2 separate regions of the Ovis aries genome follow, and region 1 is linked to region 2. Evidence: chromatin contacts called from public Hi-C data. All regions are on one chromosome and are shown on one strand. The core of a region is the stretch at or near the end of the contact, and the rest is flanking DNA. Distances in the headings are between cores, read along the strand shown.

The links. A called contact is a pair of places that touch in the nucleus more often than the background predicts.
Region 1: a contact with region 2 is called in a Hi-C map of tail adipose tissue, with 2.8 times the contacts expected there. The contact joins the enhancer-like site here to the promoter of GRB10 in region 2. A contact is called at or near these places in 5 of 16 Hi-C or Micro-C datasets (liver, muscle, skin fibroblasts and 1 more).

What each region holds. Positions count from the first base shown.
Region 1 is chr4:6,081,879-6,086,028 of ARS-UI_Ramb_v3.0, reverse strand. It overlaps GRB10 (growth factor receptor bound protein 10), which reads right to left. Exons shown (of 16, transcript XM_060414420.1): 5 at 1,038-1,194. Among named protein-coding and RNA genes, the nearest start is that of DDC, 47 kb to the left of the region's middle. Within about 2 kb of position 2,233, at least 11 of the 54 cell types and tissues checked have an H3K27ac peak or open chromatin away from gene starts, as enhancers often do. A contact at or near this core is called in tail adipose tissue, where this site is marked.
Region 2 is chr4:5,910,383-5,914,461 of ARS-UI_Ramb_v3.0, reverse strand. It overlaps GRB10 (growth factor receptor bound protein 10), which reads right to left and starts at 2,369. Exons shown (of 16, transcript XM_060414420.1): 1 at 2,222-2,369.

The DNA of each region.
Region 1 (4,150 bases), core at 984-3,483, 170 kb before region 2:
CCTCCCTGTGCCTTCCTGCAGGCTGTCACCCCGGCTCCCCAACCCCATCTGGTGAAGGAACGGCTCTGCAGAGCGATGCCAGAATCTTCCAGGGCACCTCTGGCTGACTCCCCAGAGCACAGGTGTGCAGCCAGCCCCAGGCCTCTCACAGCCAGTCCTCCTGCTGAACGAGAGGGACCCTCCTTCCTACTGTGTCCTAGCCCTTGAGAATCACTGCTCCAAACATCCAAGAGTGAGATTCTGGAAGCACCAGAAGGGAGAGTTTAGAAGAGGAGAAGAAGCAGGAGCACAGATAGACCACCTGCTCCACTGGCAGGGACACTGCAGTGACAGTCTGGCATCTGCTGGTGGTGGCCTTCACCTGGCAGCACCCTGAGTACCCACTGCTGCTCCCCACCCGGAGCTGCTCCCCGTCCCGGAGCTGCTCCCCGTCCTAGAGCTGCTCCCCATCCTGGAGCTGCCCCCACCTGGACCTGCTCCCCCTCCTAGAGCTGCTCCCACTTCTGGAGCTGCTCCCCAACCTGGAGCTGCTACCCCTCCTGAAGCTGCCCCTGCCCAGAGCTGCTCCCCCTCCTGAAGCTGCCCCCACTCAGAGCTGCTCCCCATCCTGGAGCTGCTCACCACCCAGAGCTGCTCCCACACCTGGTGCTGCCCCCCCTCCACCTGAAGCTGCCCCCCGCCCAGACCTGCTCCCCCTCCTGGAGCTGCCCCCACTGAGAGCTGCTCCCCCTCCTGGAGCTGCCCCCGCCCAGAGCTGCCCCTTGCCCAGAGCTGCCCCTACCCAGACCTGGCCCCCTCCTGGAGCTGCTCCCCCACCTGGAGCTGCCCCCTCCCAGATCTGCTCCCACTCCTGGAGCTGCCCCCTGCCAAGAGCTGCCCCTACCCAGACCTGCCCCCCTCCTGGAGCTGCTCCCTCACCTGGAGCTGCCCCCTCCCAGACCTGCTCCCCCTCCTGGAGCTGCCCCCTCTTCTGAAGCTGCTCTCCCACCTGGAGCTGCCCCCTCCCACAGCTGCCCCTACCCAGACCGGCTCCCCACCTAATCCCAGGTGTGGGTGGTGCTCCACCAGCGCCCAGCTGTTGTCGTCCACACAGTGACTTCTGTAAACCAGCAGCTGGCACAGGTCCCTGGCCGTCATGTCTGCCAGAATCTCCACCACTTTGCTTGTCCCGTCTTCACTGAAGACTTTAACATCCTGCAACACAAGAATATGACACCTTCAGATGAACAACTTCGGGTCTTCAGAAATAAACACTGATACAGCACACTAGGGGAAATTATAGATGACAGCACTCCAACATGTATTTTTGGTTTTCCAAGCAGCAGGTGACCGCAGGCTGCACCCATCAACACTCCCCTCTCATCCCCTGTGGATGCACAGGACAGATAGGATTCTAACACAGGCTCTGAAAACACCCAAGAGACCTCCGGACATATGGCCAAACCAGTGTACGAGCTGCTTTTCCACGGTCTGTCTCAGGAAGTCCCAGATTTCCTTTTAATGCTGCTGGTGGTCTTGGGGTGGGACAGTTTACAGCTGAACCGACTGAAAGCAACAGACGCCCCGCAGGAATCCCTAAGTCTGGGTGACTCCAGCTGCTCTCCCTTTCAAGGGTCCCCAGTGCCGCAGGCAGCACCCACTGCCTCCTCCCGTCATTCCCTACCCACCTCATGCTCACTGTAGCTCAGGAAGAAGATGAGAAAAGGAACATGAACACGCCGAAACTCAAACAACTGAAAAGGGCAGTCCCCAAACTCTTCGGCCCTCCCCCTACAAAATTCCAAGCCAGCTTTGTTTCCCCAGAGCTGTTCAAAGCCATGGCCTATGGCAGCTCCCAGACAGGGGAACGGCCAAGCAAAAATTCAGAGGAGCACACATTTTCTCTGTCCCAGCTGCAAAATCAGCAGGGGTGTAGCCTTGAGAGGAAACATGAGACGCTTAAAACAATCTTACCTCAACAGCATGGAAAAAGCAGTCAGAGGAACAAGATGGCATTTTAAATCAAGACTGTGTCTTGAAGGGGAGTGTATCCCCAGCCTTTCCCACTGTCCCTGGCAGGCAGGACCCCCACTCTGGGCACCGACCCACCGACAGAGGCCTGGTGGGCAGGCTGTCTCTGGGCAGCAGGGCAGCTGCTACAAGGCTGCCTTTGGCTCGCTCCTCTAGCTCGTGAATTAAGCCACGCGGGGCAGACCAATCAGGGCCTTGCCTGGGCCTGATGCAATCGCTCCCCTACTCGGTGCTCCCGCCCGAGGCGGACGTGATGACAACAGGACAGCAACACGAGGCTCAGACCAGTGCTCCAGCAAAATGCCCGCTCACTCCTCCCCACGGTTGTGACGCCCAGGCAGGATGCTTGGCCCGAGCACGTGTGTTCTCTGAACCCAGGCCTGGCTGCCAAATCTCTCAGCAACCTTGAGCCCTGCAAGGCATGCTATCACTTGCAAGTTTGGAGCTGGAGCTTTCTGCGGCCCGAATGTCAGCTGGTCCTGAGGAGCTGGCTCCACTCCTCCCTCCCCGCTCCAAGTCCTTTTTCTCGAGTTTTGATTAAGTGCAGAATTTGAACATTTCTCTCCACTGCGAGGAGTCTCACAGGAGACGGTGAGTTGCTAATATGAAGTCCACAGGGAGGGTGTGTTCCCCTGAGGACTGTCCACAGCAGGCTTAGAGTCTCAGAGCCAGAGGGCAGACAGGACCACCCCAGGGACTGAGCTGTCAGTGGGGCAGGGACACTGTTCCCACCACCTCTCCACCAGCCGTTCAACCTGGTGGGGGCGGATCAGGACTCAGGAGCCTGCTTATAACTCACATTCATCTTAAATGAAACCCAATCCATGTCTTTTCTGGAACTGACGTTTCACTGAATGACAGTTCTACTTCTCCAAAACCAATTAAATATTCAAATACAGATAACATGACTGAGTTTATGAAAACAAAATGGAATTTTAACAAAGAAAACATGTCTCTGGTGTATAGGTAAAAACTCTGTAAGAACAAATACATTAATACAAAAGAAAAACAAACCTAGAAAAAGAATTCATACAACTGATATATATGCTAATTACATATAAGTACATATAATCATAAATATGCAAATTATAAATATATAAATCTTCCACAGCACTGCAGACATACAAATACCCAAATCAGCATGTTCCTAATTTTCCTTCTTTCCTAAGTTTCTAAGTGAACTTATCTGTGATTACAACGAATATTATCTTCTCTAGGAAGTTTAAATTAGGTTGAAGTGTTTCCTATCTCTCTCCAAGGGTCTTCCTGCCCAAATCAGCTATAGCAGCAGCTTTTAAATCTTCTTTTCAGTCCTACTGCACTTTCCTTTAAACTCTTTCTTCATTTCCCTTTGCTCCAAGGCCATGCCCCCAGAGGTCTAAATATAGACCGAGTATTAAAATCTAAGATGTGCTTGGTCATATGGCCACGTCCCCAGCTTTCAGATCCCCAGAGCCAGGGAACAGCTGGGGGTGGGGCAGGCAGGCTGCAGCCTGTGACACAGACAGACACAAGGGTTACAGGCTGCCAGGACAGGACCTCAGATCCTGTACTGTCAGCTCCACCCCGACACAGCGCCATCCAGTTATCTCGTCAAAGTCACCAGGGCCTGCTGACCAGATTAAACAGGCCCCAAGGCAGAAAGCCAAGGAAGCCACCATACACACCCACAGTCTCACCCGGGGAGCATGACGAGCTCGAGAGGAGAGTGTAACCAACCAACGCACAAAGGAAGGTGCTGTTGGAACTGCCAGCCTCTAAAGCCAACAGCTCCAGAAGGGGCGTCTTGCCCTGTGCCCACCACCCCTGCAGTCAGCAACGGGGCAGGGCCGGGCTCATTCTGGAAACAAGTGAGAGTCTTCCATCTCAGCCTTTGGTGCAGCAGGCCTGGGCTGAGGGATGCCGGGGAGCGGGCTAAGGTCCCGAGTGAGATGCTCATGGTCCTGTGAGGGCGGGATGCAGGAGCTTCTTTCTCGTTAGCTTGCCAAGGCCTCCACTCCACTAATTCACAGTTCAGCCAGGATGAGATCGACCCCGAGGGGACACAGGGCTTCAGGGTAAACCTGTTTGGGGAACACACGGATCTGGGTCCTGCGAGGTGGTTGGGGGGACGGGACTCAGAGCACAGACCAGCAGCGCC
Region 2 (4,079 bases), core at 1,120-3,619:
ACAATGAAAGGCATTTTGCCCAGTCCAAAAGCTACACACACCACAGGCAATACGCTCTAGATGATTTTAGCGGGGCACAGCTTTTATTAAAACACAGTTCTTATTACAGTAAACATAACCACCATATCAGACTCATGACTCTGTGGTATCAAAATTTCCTTCCAAAACAAATTCGTATCTAAGCACAAAAAGTGAGCGGAGAAAAGAAAACACTGATAATAGCCTAGTGATAGGGCAGGTATCCAGGAGCCACGGGAATGGGAACAGAGTCTGCCGGTTCTCCGGGTGTCTGACCAGCCCAGGGACGCTCCTAGGCCATTTCTCTTTCAGATGCACAGAAGCATGAACCACAGACAACTGGGAAAAAACAAACAAAAAAAAGAACCCAAAGCTTAGGATCTGGTGACAGCTTTGGCATTTGCCAGCCATGTGATCGGACATGCATTTGTTAACCTCCTGAGCCTGGGTTTGTGCGTGTCTGATTCTTTGCCACCCCACGGACTAGCCCACCTCCTTGGTCCATGGGATTCTCTAGGCAAGAATACAGGACTGGGCTGCCATTTCCTACTCCAAGGGATCTTCCTGAATCAGGGGCCAAACCTGAGTCTCTTATATCCATCTCCTGCATTACTTGGTGGGTTCTTTACCACTAGCGCCACCTGAAAGCCCAAGCCTCAATTTCCAAACCTGTAAAATGGGGAGCAGGAGGCTGCAGAGGATTAAAAGTAATCAGGCTTTGAACGTGTGCCATAGACAGTGAAATGCCACACAAGTATCCCTTGCTGCACTTCTCAGTTACTTCTCAGTTGCTGGGTGTGTGACTGTCCTCAAATTCCCTCCCCGAGACCTGGGGGTTGGCCTGTGTGGCCATCTCTTTCAAATGTTTCCAGTAAAACTCAAATATTATATGCAATAATCCTAGAATTCTGATTCTTAACCGGAAAACCTAGTCATCTAGAATCATTCCTGGAAACACTTCGGTTTCAGAGCTTTTTTCCTAACAAAATACTTAACCTAAAAGACACCACCATCGCCAGAAGTCAGAACTTCTTTTGCCACAGAAACCTAGAACCTATCTATTTTTCCTCCTGGAAAGAACGAAGGAATCAGCGAGTCAACTCATGAAAAACGTCCGACTTGGTGCTGTAAACCCTAGTCAACGCCTGTTGCTGTGTTAACATGTGTTCTTAGTAAAACTGAGCGAAACGTTAGAGAAAGCACCACTTTGGAAACTCGGGGGCTCCGAACCGCTGAATCAGCATTTCCAGAAACAAAGTGTTCTGGGTTAGGCCTTGTAAACAGCAGCAAAGAGCAAGTTGTGCAACAACGCGTGTTTACTCACTAGCGCTACTTGTTTGGGTCTTTTCTCCGCATCTCTTGAATGAAGCTGGGGACAACATTTGCAAGAAAGCTTTCTCTCCAACGAATGCATCAGAAAGATCCGGGCCCGGGCAAAGTCACCTGTGGCTTCCCTACGTGACCCACCGTCTCACCGAGGCAAATGACAGAAACTTGGCGTGTCTTCCAACCCCAAGACAAGAAAAACACAATAAAAAGTAGAGAATGTCTCATTTCCATAACGCACATGCTCCAGGGCCGTCCTCAGGCAGGCGCGGGGAGAGGCGATCCGGAGGCCGAGAGTTGCATCAGAATCGCCTTCGGAGAACCGCACAGCTCTTATCACATTTCCCCGGCTGGCGGGCCGCTAACCCGCGAACCCTCGACTTGGGGTTAGGCCCCGGGGGAGGGGAAACGGGTCGCCAGCAGAACCAAAGGGAAAGATCCCAGGATCTGGCTCGCTCCAGCTCCTGAGGGTCCGGCCCCACCGCGCGAGCACGGGCGCACCGGGGGCTGCAGGGGCGCGCGGCGCCCACCCTCCAGGCGATCCGGGAGCGCGGCCTTGGCCCCGACCGCCCGGCGGCGCAGCCCCCACCCCGGCCCGGCCAGTGAGCCGCCGGCGTCGGACAGGAGGGCTCCAGAGGGCGCCGCCCGGGCTCCCCGGCTCCGCGGGGTCGCCGACGCCGAGCGCCGCGCCCGGTCCCCGCCCTCGCGCGCCGCAGCCCCCGGCCCGAGGCGACGCCCTTCCGCCCGCCGCGCCCCCGCGGCGCCCGGCGTCCCCGGCCCGGGCGGCCCGCGCGCAGACAATGACGCCGGGACTGCAGCCCGCCCGCCCGCCGGCCACAAAGTAACTTGGCGCCTCGCTCGCCGCCCAACTCCCTACCTGCCACGGCGCCGTTCGCTGCCGCCTCCGCCTGGCCGCCCGCGCCCCTCGGCGCGGCCGGGGCGGCGCGGGTCCCGCGGGGCAAGGGCGGCGCGCAGGGCGGTCCCGACCCCCGCGTGCCGCCGCCCGGGGACCGCGCGCAAACTTTGGCTCCGCGGCTTCCGAGCGCCCGCCCGCCGCGGCGCGCCGCTCGCGCTCCTTCCTGCCGCCTCCCGGCCTCCCCACCCCCTCGATGGGCTTTAAACCCGCCCGGCCCCGCCCGCCGCCGCCGCCGCCGCCGCCGCCTCCGCCTCCGCCGCCTCCGCCTCCTCCCCCGGTCGCTTTTCCTGCTCCTCCTCCCGCCGCCGCCGCTGCTGCCACCGCAGCCCGGACCGCTCGGGGCCGCCAGCGCGGGCAGGGCCGCGGCCTGGGCGCAGGGCGGGTCGCGGAGGGAGCTCGGGGAGCCGGCGGGGTGCGGCGCCGGGCGCGGGGCCGGGCGCTCCCGCAGGTCGCTGCTGCCGGGGGCTGGCACGGGGGACTGGAAGCCGGCAGCTGGGCGTGGGCGCCCGGACCCCTGGTCCCGCTCTTGGGACTCGCGGACGTAGAACCGCGACCACCCAGCCTGGAGCGCCCTCGAAACACACATCAGACCTCTCCTGGAAGGCAATTTGCAAGCGAATTCTTTGAAACTCAAGTTGAAACTGTGCGGCCCCATTCCCCGTCCCGGGCGCAGCGGGAAGACTGGACGGAGAAGCCTGAGGAGCGGCTGCTGCACTGGCTGTGCCTTGGGCGGCGGTTCCGCGTGGGACCGGGGAACCTGGGCTTCAGCGTCCGCCCGCCGCTGGCGGAGTCTGGAGCCTTGACCCCTCGTAGCCACAGTTTCCCTATCTGCGTACCCGCCCCGGAGCGCGCGTGGAGTGGGAGGCCCTGTTTATTTTCTGTATACCAACGGGCCTCAACGTCCTTAGCTTTGCAATAGGCTAATAAGCCCGCCTACGAGTAATGTCCTGAGGGTTAAATGAGATGTTAACTTGTAACATAAAGCGAAAGGTAAGAAGGAACCCCTACGTTCATCGACACCGTTGTAATTAACATGATTATTAATATTTCTATCGAATCAAAATTATAATACAAATAGGATAATAACAATAATTATGTCTTTTTCTGGGATTTGATATTATAAAAACAGCTGCAGTAATAACTTACCTTCATTGAGCGTGCGTTTTGTGCCAAACATTTCATTAATCCTCTGCTTTCACCCTCTGAGCTTGTTACTAGGAGATGCCCACTGCACAGGCGAGGAAACCCAGTCGCCCAGAGGTTAGATAATTTGCCGAAGGTCAGAGACATTACTTTGCCAACAAAGGTCCGTCTAGTCAAAGCTTGGTTTTTTCCAGTAGTCATGTATGGATGTGAGATTTGAACTATAAAGAAAGTTGAGCGCTGGAGAATTGATGCCTTGAACTGTGGTGTTGGAGAATTCTTGAGAGTCCCTTCGACTGCAGGGAGATCCAACCAGTCCATCCTAAAGGAAATCAGTCCTGAATATTCAATGGAAGGACTAGTGCTGAAGCTGAAACTCCAATACTTGGGCCACCTGATACAAAGAACTGACTCATTTGAAAAGACCCTGATGCTGGGAAAGATTGAAGGCAGGAGAAGAAGGGGAGGACAGAGGATAAGATGGTTGGATGGCATCACTGACTCAATGGACATGAGTTTGAGTAAGCTCTGGGAGTTGGTGATGGACAAGGAAGCCTGGTGTGCTTCAGTCTATGGGGTGGCAAAGAGTCGGACACGCCTGAGCAACTAAACTGAACTGAACTGAAGTAGCTCCTAAGTGCAGAATAAGGATTCTGCCACAACCCTTTAGGGCACT